2 separate regions of the Mus musculus genome follow, and region 2 is linked to region 1. Evidence: chromatin contacts called from public Hi-C data. All regions are on one chromosome and are shown on one strand. The core of a region is the stretch at or near the end of the contact, and the rest is flanking DNA. Distances in the headings are between cores, read along the strand shown.

Evidence for each region. A called contact is a pair of places that touch in the nucleus more often than the background predicts.
Region 2: a Hi-C map of cerebral cortex shows a contact between it and region 1, with 2.7 times the contacts expected there. The contact joins the enhancer-like site here to the promoter of Medag in region 1. A contact is called at or near these places in 2 of 39 promoter capture datasets (cranial neural crest and stem cell-derived epiblast-like cells), 1 of 484 Hi-C or Micro-C datasets (cerebral cortex), 2 of 115 datasets of contacts at active chromatin or transcription factors (the SCID.adh cell line and double positive thymocytes) and 2 of 9 other capture datasets (adipose tissue and liver).

Annotation. Positions count from the first base shown.
Region 1 is chr5:149,408,519-149,414,395 of GRCm38.p6, forward strand. It overlaps Medag (mesenteric estrogen dependent adipogenesis), which reads left to right and starts at 3,231. Exons shown (of 5, transcript NM_027519.4): 1 at 3,231-3,737. The coding sequence starts at 3,460.
Region 2 is chr5:149,485,949-149,491,825 of GRCm38.p6, forward strand. It overlaps Gm15997 (predicted gene 15997), which reads right to left. Exons shown (of 5, transcript NR_045423.1): 5 at 3,108-3,978. It also overlaps a transcript of Wdr95 not described here. Among named protein-coding and RNA genes, the nearest start is that of Wdr95, 40 kb to the right of the region's middle. Within about 2 kb of position 3,288, at least 90 of the 459 cell types and tissues checked have an H3K27ac peak or open chromatin away from gene starts, as enhancers often do. A contact at or near this core is called in cerebral cortex, where this site is marked.

The DNA of each region.
Region 1 (5,877 bases), core at 1,981-4,480:
GCGACTTTGAACCCAGGTAGTGAAGCACCACAGCCTGAGCCCTTGGCGGTCTGTATTCCAGCCCCGCCACTTCCTGGTCTCAAATCGCACCAGATTTTAGAGATGGGAAAACTTAGTCTAGTTGACACAGATAACAAATTCCCAAGCCGTCTGTTAAATTCTAACGAAGCAGACTGACTTCAGTTTCTTCAGGAGTTAAGGGAGGTGAGAATGGCAAGGACAAGGGTGATCTGGGAGAGACCAGAGGGGGGAAATGTCTTCCAGGGGTGACAATCCAGAAGTCACTGACACTTTATTTAGGTCAGTTTCAATGATGTCATGGGGTGAGCTGGAAGAGAAGGAATTTCGATGACTCTTCCAGGGGGAAGAGAAAAAATAGCTAACAAGTGAGGGGGATAAAACTATATTTAAAGATTATTTTATATAAGAGGGAGGAAGACTACAGATATTTGCATTCTGTCTGTTTCTCTGTGTCTCTTTCTGTCTCTTTGCCTCTGTCTCTGTGTGACTCTGTGTGTCTGGGTATGTCTGCGTGTGTGTATGTGTGTGTGTGTGTGTGTCTGTGTCTGTGTTCCTGTGGGTATGTGCACATGTACACGAGGGTTGTGAGCACACACGTGTGTATGTGGAGGCCAAAGGTCAGTGCTGGCTGTCTTCCTTGCTCACTCTCTACATTATTTTTATGAGACAGGAATTGCTCAGTGAGCCCAGAACTCATCCACTCCACTAGGTTGTCTAGCTGGTGAGCCCCACAGATCTGCTTCTCTTCTCCCAGCCTCAGGGTTAGGGTCAGAGATGTGTGCCCCTCTGCCTAGCCCAGATCCTGTGTAGGTGATAGGGGTCTGAACTCAGATCCCTGTTCTCATGTGGCAGACACTCTACTAAGCATCTTGCCAGCCTCAGGCACTTGTGGTCTGACAGAAAAATCTAGGTGTGAAAAGAGTGGTGGTGTGAACTGGTCTGTGAGAGCTTAAATAATGGTGGTGAGAACTGATCTCTGAGAGTGTTTGAATAGTGGTAGTGTGAACGGGCCTGTGAAAGCTTGACTAGTGGTGCTGTGAACTGGTCTGTGAGAGCTTGAATAGTGGTGGTGTGAACTGGCCTGTGAGAGCTTGGTAGATCTGAGTTAAGGCCGCTGTGTCACTTGAGGTTCCGTTGAAAAACTGAACCAATAAAATGAATCCCTGCTGCAAAGAGGAAGTATGATATTGACTTATGCCATATGGTTGGGGTAAAAAAAAAAAAGGCTAATCACTTTGTAGTTGCTTAGACCATGAAGCAGTGTGCCTCAGTGGTCCCAATCTGGTGCCAGAGACCTAGAGGATTCCTGGGGAGTGCTGGTCTTCAGTCCATGTTAGAAGCCAGAAGAGCATTGTTCTTATATGGAAGGAGGCAGCAGCAGCAGCAGCAGCAGCAGCAGCAGCAGCAGCAGCAGCAGCAGCTTAGAGTAGATGGATTCACCAGCAAGAATGAAAGCCAAAATAGGCAGAGCCTTCTTTCTTCCATGCACCTTCATCTTTATAGCTATCAGAATCACTGCCCATATTTGGGGTACATCTCTCCACATTAATTAAATCAAACAATTTCCAACAAACATAATCACAATCCAACCTGGTGTAGATAATCCATCAATGACGATTATCCATTCAGGTGATTCTAGGTTGTGTGAAGTTGACAATCAAAGCTGACCATCCAGGCACCCAACAGGGCCATTTAAAGCTCTGAGGCTAGAAGGCTGCCCCTGTGCCTTGATGACATCACTATTACCCAAGTATGGGCACATGAGGATGGCTAGATCTTCAGGCTGTCACCTCTTAACTATAAGCATAAGCCTTGCATTGTCTCCTGTCACTTATCCCAGCAACTCCATTTCTGAGAGGGGAGGGAGTGCAGAAAAGATGGAAAGTGTAATGGTGTGTTACCATAGTAAGAGAAAACAAAGTGATTTTAATGTTGCAGTAAAGGAAAGTCTAGACAAAGAAGAGTGCATTCCTTTGATGGAAAATAGCTTAGTGGTTTGAAATAGTTTACCAAGGCAGTGCTGTTTGAAACACAACGTGCTTCTTACCATCAAATGAAGCAAGCAGAATAAAAATTCTACAACACCTGGGGTGAGGGTGCTGGAGAGATGATGGTTCGGTGGTTATGAGGTGTGCATACATACATGCAAACACTCATACACACACACACACACACACACACACACACACACACACAAATAAAAATAACTTAAAACCTTCAAAAGTAAATGGCAAAAGTGAAATGTAGCAGAAATGCTTCTGTTTGAATCAATTAAACCCAGGCTCTATGGAGGCTCTCAGAGACAAACTGAAGATAGACTCTAAATTTTACCTCTCGGCGCTGCCTGGAGTCTCATGCCAGCTTACCGAGAGCAGAGACTCAGTCAATGTAATTGCTGGAACACATGCCTGCTCCTCTGTTAGACTACAAGTTGGATGATAACAGGGGTTGTGGTTATCCACCCACATTCTCAGGATTTAGCTTATTCTTCATCTTCTACTAGATAGGCTGGAAATAGTCATTTAATTAAATTGAAAGGAATAGTCTTTTCATCCCTCAGGAGACGTGTGAGCACGTAGCCAGAGCACTCAAATATTTATAAACTGAGCAAATTAACAGATTCTGGGACTAGGGCTGGGAAGGCCTGCTAGGGGACTTCCCGCTTGAATCCAAGCACAAAGCTGTCAAGGGGCCACCGGGCAGCGAAAAGCAAGAGGGTCAAGGTCTGGAGTGCACAGGGGATGCAGGAAAACCTTTTGGGAAAGTGGCAGGCCTTCATGGAAGGATGCTGGGTGGGAACCCGCTCCAGGAAGTGCTGAGAGAAGGAAAAGCTGGGTCATCTAGGTGGAGGTGGAGTGAGCTGCAGACAGATGAGGCATAGAATGGGGGATGTAGATACGGATGCAGCAACTCCCAGCCTAAGCTGACAGCCCCTGGGCCCCAGGTGGAGAAGTGGTCAGGAACGCTTTGTGGTACCTGAGGGATTAATCGGCGCTGAGCCAGGCCTGGGCATCTGTCGTGGGGAGGATGCTGCACCATGCAGTGTGGACCAGGCAGGGAGGGCCCCGCGCGGGGGCTGAGTGTCTGACCCGAGTGGGATGACTAAGTTAGTCTTGGCTGTGAGCAGGCGAGGTGGGAGCATGCCAAGTTATGAAACACTGATTGCTCTGCCGGAGCGGAGGAGCATCTGGGGTCCTGCCTGGGGGCCGGAGGGGCGTGCCTGGTGCCTGATAAAAGGGGCTGCGCAGCGCGGGGACCGCTTTCTCAGTGTCCTGCCTGCAGCGCTCCACAAGGGTGGGCAACCTTCAAGGTGACAAGAGGGCTCCTGAGCTACTTACTACTTGCACGCAGCCCAAGGTAGCTCGGGACAGACCACAGATTTACTCCTCCCACTTAGCGACCCTCAGGGTAGGAAGGGGACAGAGCCACAGCCTGAGTATGGCCACTGCAGCGTGCGAGCCTGTGGCCAGACCCAGCCTGACCTCCATTTCATCCGGGGAGCTGCGCAGTCTGTGGACGTGCGACTGCGAGCTGGCCCTGCTGCCCCTGTCGCAGCTGCTCCGCCTACAGCCTGGTGCCTTCCAACTGCGCGGTGAGCAGCTCCTGGTGCCCGGGCCCGGGGAACCCGCGGCCGCACGTGGGGGCTTCAACGTCTTCGGGGACGGCCTTGTGCGCCTAGAAGGGCAGCTCTATCGCCTCAGCAGCTACATCAAGAGGTAGGTGGCCACACCGTGTGCTCTAGCCTGGAGCAAATCCTCTATCTGGCTGCTGCCCTGTCTCTGGTAGACTGGGGACTGGAGATGGAGATAACCTACCTGCCACCCTACAGCCCGAACCCTCCTCCCCCCAGCCCCCAAGCAGGTAACTAGGGCGTTTTGCTGAGAATGTAGGGAGGATCGGGTGGGAAGCACACTCAGTCCCACCCAACAAGCTGGTGGCAAGTTTTTTCCATTCTGCCCTTAAACTAGGTCGGATGAGCTCAGTGTGCAGGCACAACCCTCAGGAGATGTCTTGGATGCGGATCCTCGCACCTAGCTTTAGTTATGAGCGAGAATAACTTTATGCAGCTGGAGCATGCAGATAGTTCATTTTCCCAGAGTAATTGCTCTCTCGGTGTTTCTTAAACCAAGCAACTATAGTGAAGAAGAAAAAGGGCCCCCAGAACCCCAGACCCCGTGTTGGCTCTTGGGTGAATAGACAGCTTGGGCAGAAATAAGGGCAAAGATAGCTTCGTGGTTTTTTGCAGAGCACTGTGAGACCCTGGCCTTTATCCAGTGGTCCTCAGGAGCTGTCGTGGCCAAGAGGACTCAGACGTCCATTGGTAGGCTTGAAGCTGGCAAGGATGTGGAAGCCAACTTTGATCTCAGCATTACCGGGTCACCTTGAAGGAATAGGGTACATGGCCCTCATCCATGTATAATAGGGTGCTCAGTGCCCCAGAACCAAGTGAGTCTGGAGTCTGAGCGATCCGCAGCCGGCCCGATTGTGAAGATACGATGTATTTATCACTGGGCTAGGGTGCAGCCAAAGGGCTAGACACTGCTGGTGCATTCTTCCAACTGCATGCAGGTAGGACCCTCGAGATGGTATGAGTTCTGAATGTCGGAGAAAAATAGTCCCTACTGAGAATTTCTCTGTGGATGGGAAATAAAAATGCTAATTTGTAAGAGGGGGGCAGTGGAAAGAGCTATGGTAGAAACAGGTTGGGGTTGGGGAGATGATTCAGTGCCTGAAGTGAGAGGACTTGAGTTTGGATTCCTAGCTCCCTTGCAAAAATGTCTCTCTGTGTACTAGGGGCATGGTGACAGGACAATCATGGAGGCTTGCTGGCCTCCAGCTGGTCCCTAAACTGACAAGCTCCTGGTTCAGTGAGAGGACCCATTTGAAATGAATAAGAAGGGCATGTCTGCATTGGTGCACCTCTCCCTCCCTCCCTCCCTCCCTCCCTCCCTCCCTCCCTCCCTCCCTCCCTCAGGAGGATTACAGTGTTCCCCAGTGAGCTGAAGCCAGAGGTAAGGTGTTTGATAGAATCAGAGCCCCCGATCTTAGCATACGATACAGGAAATTTTAGAATAGATTTGAGGCTTGTCACTAAATTTTTTTCTTCGAACATCTTTATGTAAGTAAATGAAAACCAGCAGCAGTCCCTGGGCAAGTTAGAGTGTAGTCATAAGACTAGGTGACACAGACCAGGGAGCAATGAAATCCACACACACACTGGCTTCTCCTGGCGCACACCATCACGTGAGGGCTTTCATACCCCCGAGGTGCAAAGGCTCCACTGAGAAAGACTTGAACAGTGGAAGTAGCAGCATGTCTTCTTGTACGGGGCATGCCGTGGTAGGAGGCAGCTTTTATCACTGTGTGGGCAGCCTGAAGAGTGGCTGGTAGGGAGACAAGTCTGAATGGAGAGTGCTTTCTAGGCAGAGGACTGGGATATGGAAGCACTCTGAACTTAGCCTCATCAAGAGCCTTTCGCTCTGTTCTGCAAGATGGATGGATCCAGTGGCGTTTTGACATTGGAGATAGCGTTACCAGGCACAGGTCTGATTTGATGTTTCCAGATTCTCGGAATTTTATATAGATGGATAGATAGATATAGATATGGATATGGATATAGATATAGATATAGATAGATAGACACACACACACACATGGTTGCAAAGTAGTAGCAAAGCTCTATTGTTTTTTGAAAATTCATTTTTTACTATGCTTTTAGTTGTGTGTCAGTGTGTATATCTCAATGTGGGTGTGTGCACATGTGAGTACAGATTCCAGTGGCCGCCAGAGGCATCAGATCCCCTGGAGCTGGAGTTACAGACTGTTGTGATGAGCCGTCTCTCCAGCCCCAGGATA
Region 2 (5,877 bases), core at 2,038-4,537, 77 kb after region 1:
GTTTTGTGTGTCAACTTGACACAAGCTGGAGTTATCTCAGAGAAAGGAGTTTCATGTGAGGAAAAGCCTCCATGAGATCCAGCTGTAAGGCAGTTTCTCAATTAGTGATTAGGGGGTGGGGGGGGGGGAGACTGTGGGTGGGGCCATCCCTGGGTTGGTAGTCTTAGGTTCTATAAGAGAGCAGGCTGAGCAAGCCAGGGGAAACAAGCCAGTAAGTAACATCCCTCCATGGCCTCTGCATCAGCTCCTGCTTCCTGACCTGCTTGAGTTCCAGTCCTGACTTCCTTTGGTGATGAACAGCAATGTGGAAGTATAAGCTGAATAAACCCTTTCCTCCCCAATTTGAATCTTGGTCATGATGTTTTGTGCAGGAATAGAAACCCTGACTGAGACAAGATGTTTTCTCCTTTTTGTCTCAGACACAGCAGTCTTGCCCATAAGGCACTCTGTGGGTGTCCACTCAAATATGATTAGCCAAAGCTCAGTCACATGATCAAGTCTAAAATGAGACCCAAACAAGTAAGTATAGTTGTAGATGACCCTTGACTCTGGTTCTGAGCCTGGGAAGACACCGTTGCTCCCCTGAAGGGCAATGGCCCAATGCTGAAGCAGAAACTGAGTTTGTAAGCCAGAGAAGGCAGGGATGACACCGGGTGGGAAGGCAGACTCCTGTCTTTCCGATGCGGCTCTCTTGGTTTTCCCTCTTCTAGCTGCTCCGTGGTACTTTACCCATCTTCCTCTGCATACTGTTTAACTGCAGGGGTGCCTAAGGTTCAAACCAGGCCATCTTGCGCTTCTCCTCTCTGCAGTCTGCTTAGGAATGCTCATCTGGTGTTGGGTGGCATTTCCTTCCACATTTATCTCTTCAGCTCTACCCCCTCCTAAGACCTCCTTATTTGGACATCCCACTATCCACTTGACATCTCTACTTTCATACCTAGGCAACACCTCTGAAACAGCATATTGCAAGCATGGCTTCTATTACTATTTTACATGTCCTAAAACCGAGACTTCTTAGTGTTTTAATAAATAATAACTGTAGTGGTTTGAATGAGGCTGACATGCATAGATTCTGGCTTTTGAATACTTGATCCCTACTTTGGTGTCACTGTTTGGGGAGGCTTAGGAGGTGTGGCCATATGGGAGAAGGCATATCCCTGGAGGTAGGCTTTGAGGTTTCAAAACCTCCCACCATTTCCAGTTGGCTCTCTCTGGTTCATGTTTGAGGCCCAAGATGTGAACCCTCAGTGACTGCGCTAGCCACCATGCCTGTTGCTTACTGTCATGTCTCTCAGCCAGAACTATAAACCCCAAATAAGCTCTTCTTTCCATAAGTTGCCCTGGCCATGGTGTTTTATTACAGCAACAGAAATGTACAATAAGTTGGCTAAATGCTAAGTCCTGAGTTTTCCTTACATATCTAGCCTACCCTCTTTTGCCTTTGTTCAATGTGATATCCTCAGGGCCATGGTCTCTCTCTCTCTCTCTCTCTATATATATATATATATATATATATATAGATAGATAGATAGATAGATAGATAGATAGATATAGAGATAGAGATAGAGATAGAGATAGAGATAGAGATAGAGATAGAGATAGAGATAGAGATAGAGATAGAGATAGAGATAGATAGATAGATAGATAGATAGATATATTAGAAATTCCATAACATTTGTCAGAAATTGATTAAATGAACTTGTATCAGCCACACCTTGACTGAGGAGTGGAAAGATGAAGGGTAGAAAAGGCACACATTTAAGATGGTGGTATTCTGTAGACATGTCCACTCTAAGATAGATGGTATTTACAGTACCTTCTGAGGACTTAAAGCAATCCATTCTGCTCACAGCAGCATAATGTTCAACCATGGTGTCAGCTCAAGGAAGATCACTCCTTGGCTTCATCACCTCGTGGTCTAGAGGATCATGCCAGGAGCATGCACAGGACTGTTTCATGTAATATTTTAAAAAATTTAAATAGCTACTCTCTGGGCCTGGCGGTCTTGCTGCCTCCGTGGCTAACCCCATGTGGCATCTGCTCAACTTTCTATGGTCCGATTGCCACGGAACCTGCTCACATTCCCTGTCGTCTAACCACCACAACTGGCTGCTGCCAAACCGGCACGCAATCCCCAATTTCCGAGGCTAGCTGGAGGCACACTCTTGCAAACCCACACTCCTCTGTGGTTACCTTTCCCTGGAGCCAAAGGTTCCGTAACACTTCCCACCATCATCCTGTTGCAGATGGGACCTTTGGGGACAAACCATATTCAAACCCTAATATTAGACATATCATACCACTGATGACCCTAATATTAGACGGGTGGGGGACAGTGTTCATCAGCTACTGCCTGTCAGTAAGCATCCACAAAACTCTGGTTGCATTCAGCAGTGGGTATGTATCCTTAGCTTGGCAGGAGTAACTGACTGCTCTAGGCTGGGGAACTCTCCAAGTAGGAGCCTGGTGGCTCCTTTGGTGGGGATGGTGGCTGTCTGTCATGTGCTCATTTGCATTCCCACTGAAGGTACAGTGTTCTCACGGGCGTGGCAGAAGCACCCCGGGACAACTCTCAGAGTCCTTTAAAGTCTCCTCTCAGAATTGGCTCTCTGCCACTTTGTCAAATTAGTCAGAGTGAGCCAAGGCCACGGTCAAGGGCAATGCATGATGCCTTTCATGGAAGGACGCACGGAGTTACTGGCAAGGACCATGGACAGAGCAAAGGTGAAGGGACTAGGGCAACGATACCTCAGTCTGCCCAGGAATGTGCAGCATGCACAGAAGAGAAACCCCAGCAAGGAGGAGGCCTGGGCAGACCTGTAGTTCCCCCTTTCCACAGCTGCATCTCATTGTAGTCTAAACTACACCCTGCAGCCCTTTTAGAATAGGTTGCCCCCGATGCTGGCTCCATCCCACCCCGATCCATTTGTTATTTATTCAGTAATACAGGACAGCTCTCCAGGCGGGTCCTCTGGCTGTGGATTCCTCTGGTGTGGTTGTTATGGGAAACATTTCATTTCACATCTGCTGATGTGTTTTTCTGTCTCTCAAGTAAAACCACGAGGTAGAGAAGAAGAAGAAGAAAAAAAGGAAATTCATACTCTGTTGGGCTATAAAGGATAATGATTAATTTATTCCGAGCTATATACAAATCAGACTATCGTCTTTCAGACGGAATCAATAATACAATTTTAAGCCCACACACATTTACAAATGCTAGCACTCCAGAGCAGCTGGGTTGCCATGGGCAACCAGGGCATGCCAGCTCATGATCTGAAGCAAGCTGCTGTCTTCCAGCCTTGCAAGCACATTCGGCAGACAGGATTCTAGGGAGCCCAGGGCACCCGTGTTGGCTCTGATCTGGCCGCCGCACAAATGCACCCCTGTGATGATTTGGATTAGCTCGCGTCTGAATTGCTTAGCGCTCTTTAAGCTCCTGCTTGCACCAGCTTTCTTTGATATACTTTGTGTCTGCGTCTCTACGGACTAGGCATGCGCAGAGGGTGGCTAGGCAAGCCATGGGCTGTCAGAAGGCATTGAGAGCCGGTAGAGATGGCTCAGGTGCCCAGTGTAGCCTCAGACAGAGCTCAGCGAGACATGCTTGTTTCTAACTAGAAAACAGGGCCAGTGGACACCGTGCTATGGCTGATAGGCCTAAGCAAAACCTCTCCATAGGTCTCCTGATCTATCTTTTGTCTCTTAAGAAATGGAGGAATGGGATTACAAACTCCTTGCCTAGTTGGGCAGCGAAAGAGAAAACTTTTTTTCTAGTATATATTTATCAAGAAATAAACAAGCAAGATCTTTGCACTGTAGGTTAAGCAGGGGCATAGCCGATATCACTCTAAGTACAAATTCCTAAAGGGCTCCGTGCTTCACAAGAGAAGTCGACAAACCACCGCTGCCTCTGTTTCTCTAAGATGCAAGCCCTCTCTGGGAGAACCAGCCATCCAAGGTACCACTGGGGATCCGGTGACACTGTGGCAAAATGAACTGTAATTAGGATTGTCGTTTAAACATGTGGTCATTTATATCCAATTTTCACTCACTACAATAAAAACTATGAAATATATGTCAGATTCACTTTGTTATTGATTTATTTGATCACAATCCTTCCCTTTGCCCAGAATTTTGCCTTGACCCATCCTCACATCCTCATTATTTTCCGTCAGAACAGAAACGGTTTATGAGGACTTGGTTAGGGCCGACCCTCCCTCCCACCCTTCCCACAGTGCTTATGCTTCCTATCTTGGCCAAGGACAGTAGAAGCCCTGCCCCCACATCCCCAAAAGCATTTTCTGAATGTGAAGCGTTCTATCTACGGTTGTGGCTGTCCAGGCTGCCCAGAGGGTTGCACAAGCGAGGTTAGGTGGACCCCAGAGTTCTTCAGAGTCCCCTAAAGGAACTGTGTGGTGTCCACGCAGCATCCTGAAACCAGCAGCTATCCTGGGGGCGCCTATGCTGCTTCGAGCTCAGACATCGCCAGCAAGGCCTCAGCCTTCAGGGGAGCCCTGCCTTCCGAGTGTGGAGCCCCCTATCTGGCTGCTGCGGGAATGCCTCACTCGAGAAAGAATGCGGAGCCACTCGGTCAGCTCCCAAGAGCCCACGCACAGGAGGACGCCTCTGCATCACGCAGACCCGGCTCAGAGCCTGAGGGCTGAAAAGGTAAGAAAGCAGAGACCAGACTGCACCCTTCACGCCCAGGCAAATCAATAGCAGAGATCTGAAGCTGGGCTCCCTAGGCATACCAGGAGTTCACTTACTACCAACGACACAGTGAAAACCTTGGGCCATACTCAGATCCCTCTACATCAGCTTGGTACCCACTTCCTGGCTGTTGGAACACCCCTAATCACCCCAGGCCCCTGGTGCCTCCACATCCTTCCTCTCTTCTTTGGATGCCCACCCACAGAATTCCAAGGCCCAGCTCCATTCTAGCAACTAAGCTATCCCCAGCTAGAGGCTCACCCTAACTGGTAAAATTTTAACGTTCACTAGGACACTGTGCCGTGCCACATGGCAGATAGCTAGAACCAACTCATTTTGCAGACCTTAAAGGACCTTCATGGAGGGTCCTTTAAAAAGATAAGATGAGAAGCACCAAAGATCTAGCGACTGTCCTCCTAGGCTGACAGCAGAAGAATTAGAGGGAGGTTTTAAGGAGGGAGATGCATCCCTACGAACACAGAACCATTTCACCATAACTGATGGATGCAGATGATCCAGCCCAGAGCTGTTGCTTATGACTGCACTGGGGTTTGGCTTGGTTGTTTTTTTGTTTTGTTTTGTTTTTTGCTTTTTGTTTTGTTTATCATGTCAGAAGCATGACAGTCTCTGAAACTCCCAGTGAGCAGTAGGGGGCGGTAGTGGGGGATGGGAATTGGGATGGAGACATGGGTGAAGGTGCAGAGTGCTATGGGCTGACACCACTGCAGAACAAGACAGAGGGCCTAAAAAAACGGCCTGGATTTAAATTCACTATGGGACAACAAGTATACAGGAGCTATTTTAATTTTATGGTAGAATAGACAAGAGCTAGAGTTGCTCGTAGAGCAGAATAATGGCTTCAGATGTAGGAAAAGGAGACGTCGTCAGACTAGACACATCTTCTCTGACAGATGGCAGCAAAAAGCAGAGGAAGAAAGTAGACAGGAAGACTTGACCATGTGTGAACTGGCCCAGGATTATGACTGGGACCTGCCCATGTGTGAACTGACCCACGGCTATGACTGGGACCTGCCCAAGTGTGAAGTGACCCAGGTTTAGGACTAAGGACATGCCCAAGTGTGAACTGGCCCAGGTTTAGGACTAAGGACCTGTCCATGTGTGAACTGGCCCAGGTTTAGGACTACGGACCTGCCCATGTGTAAACTGGCC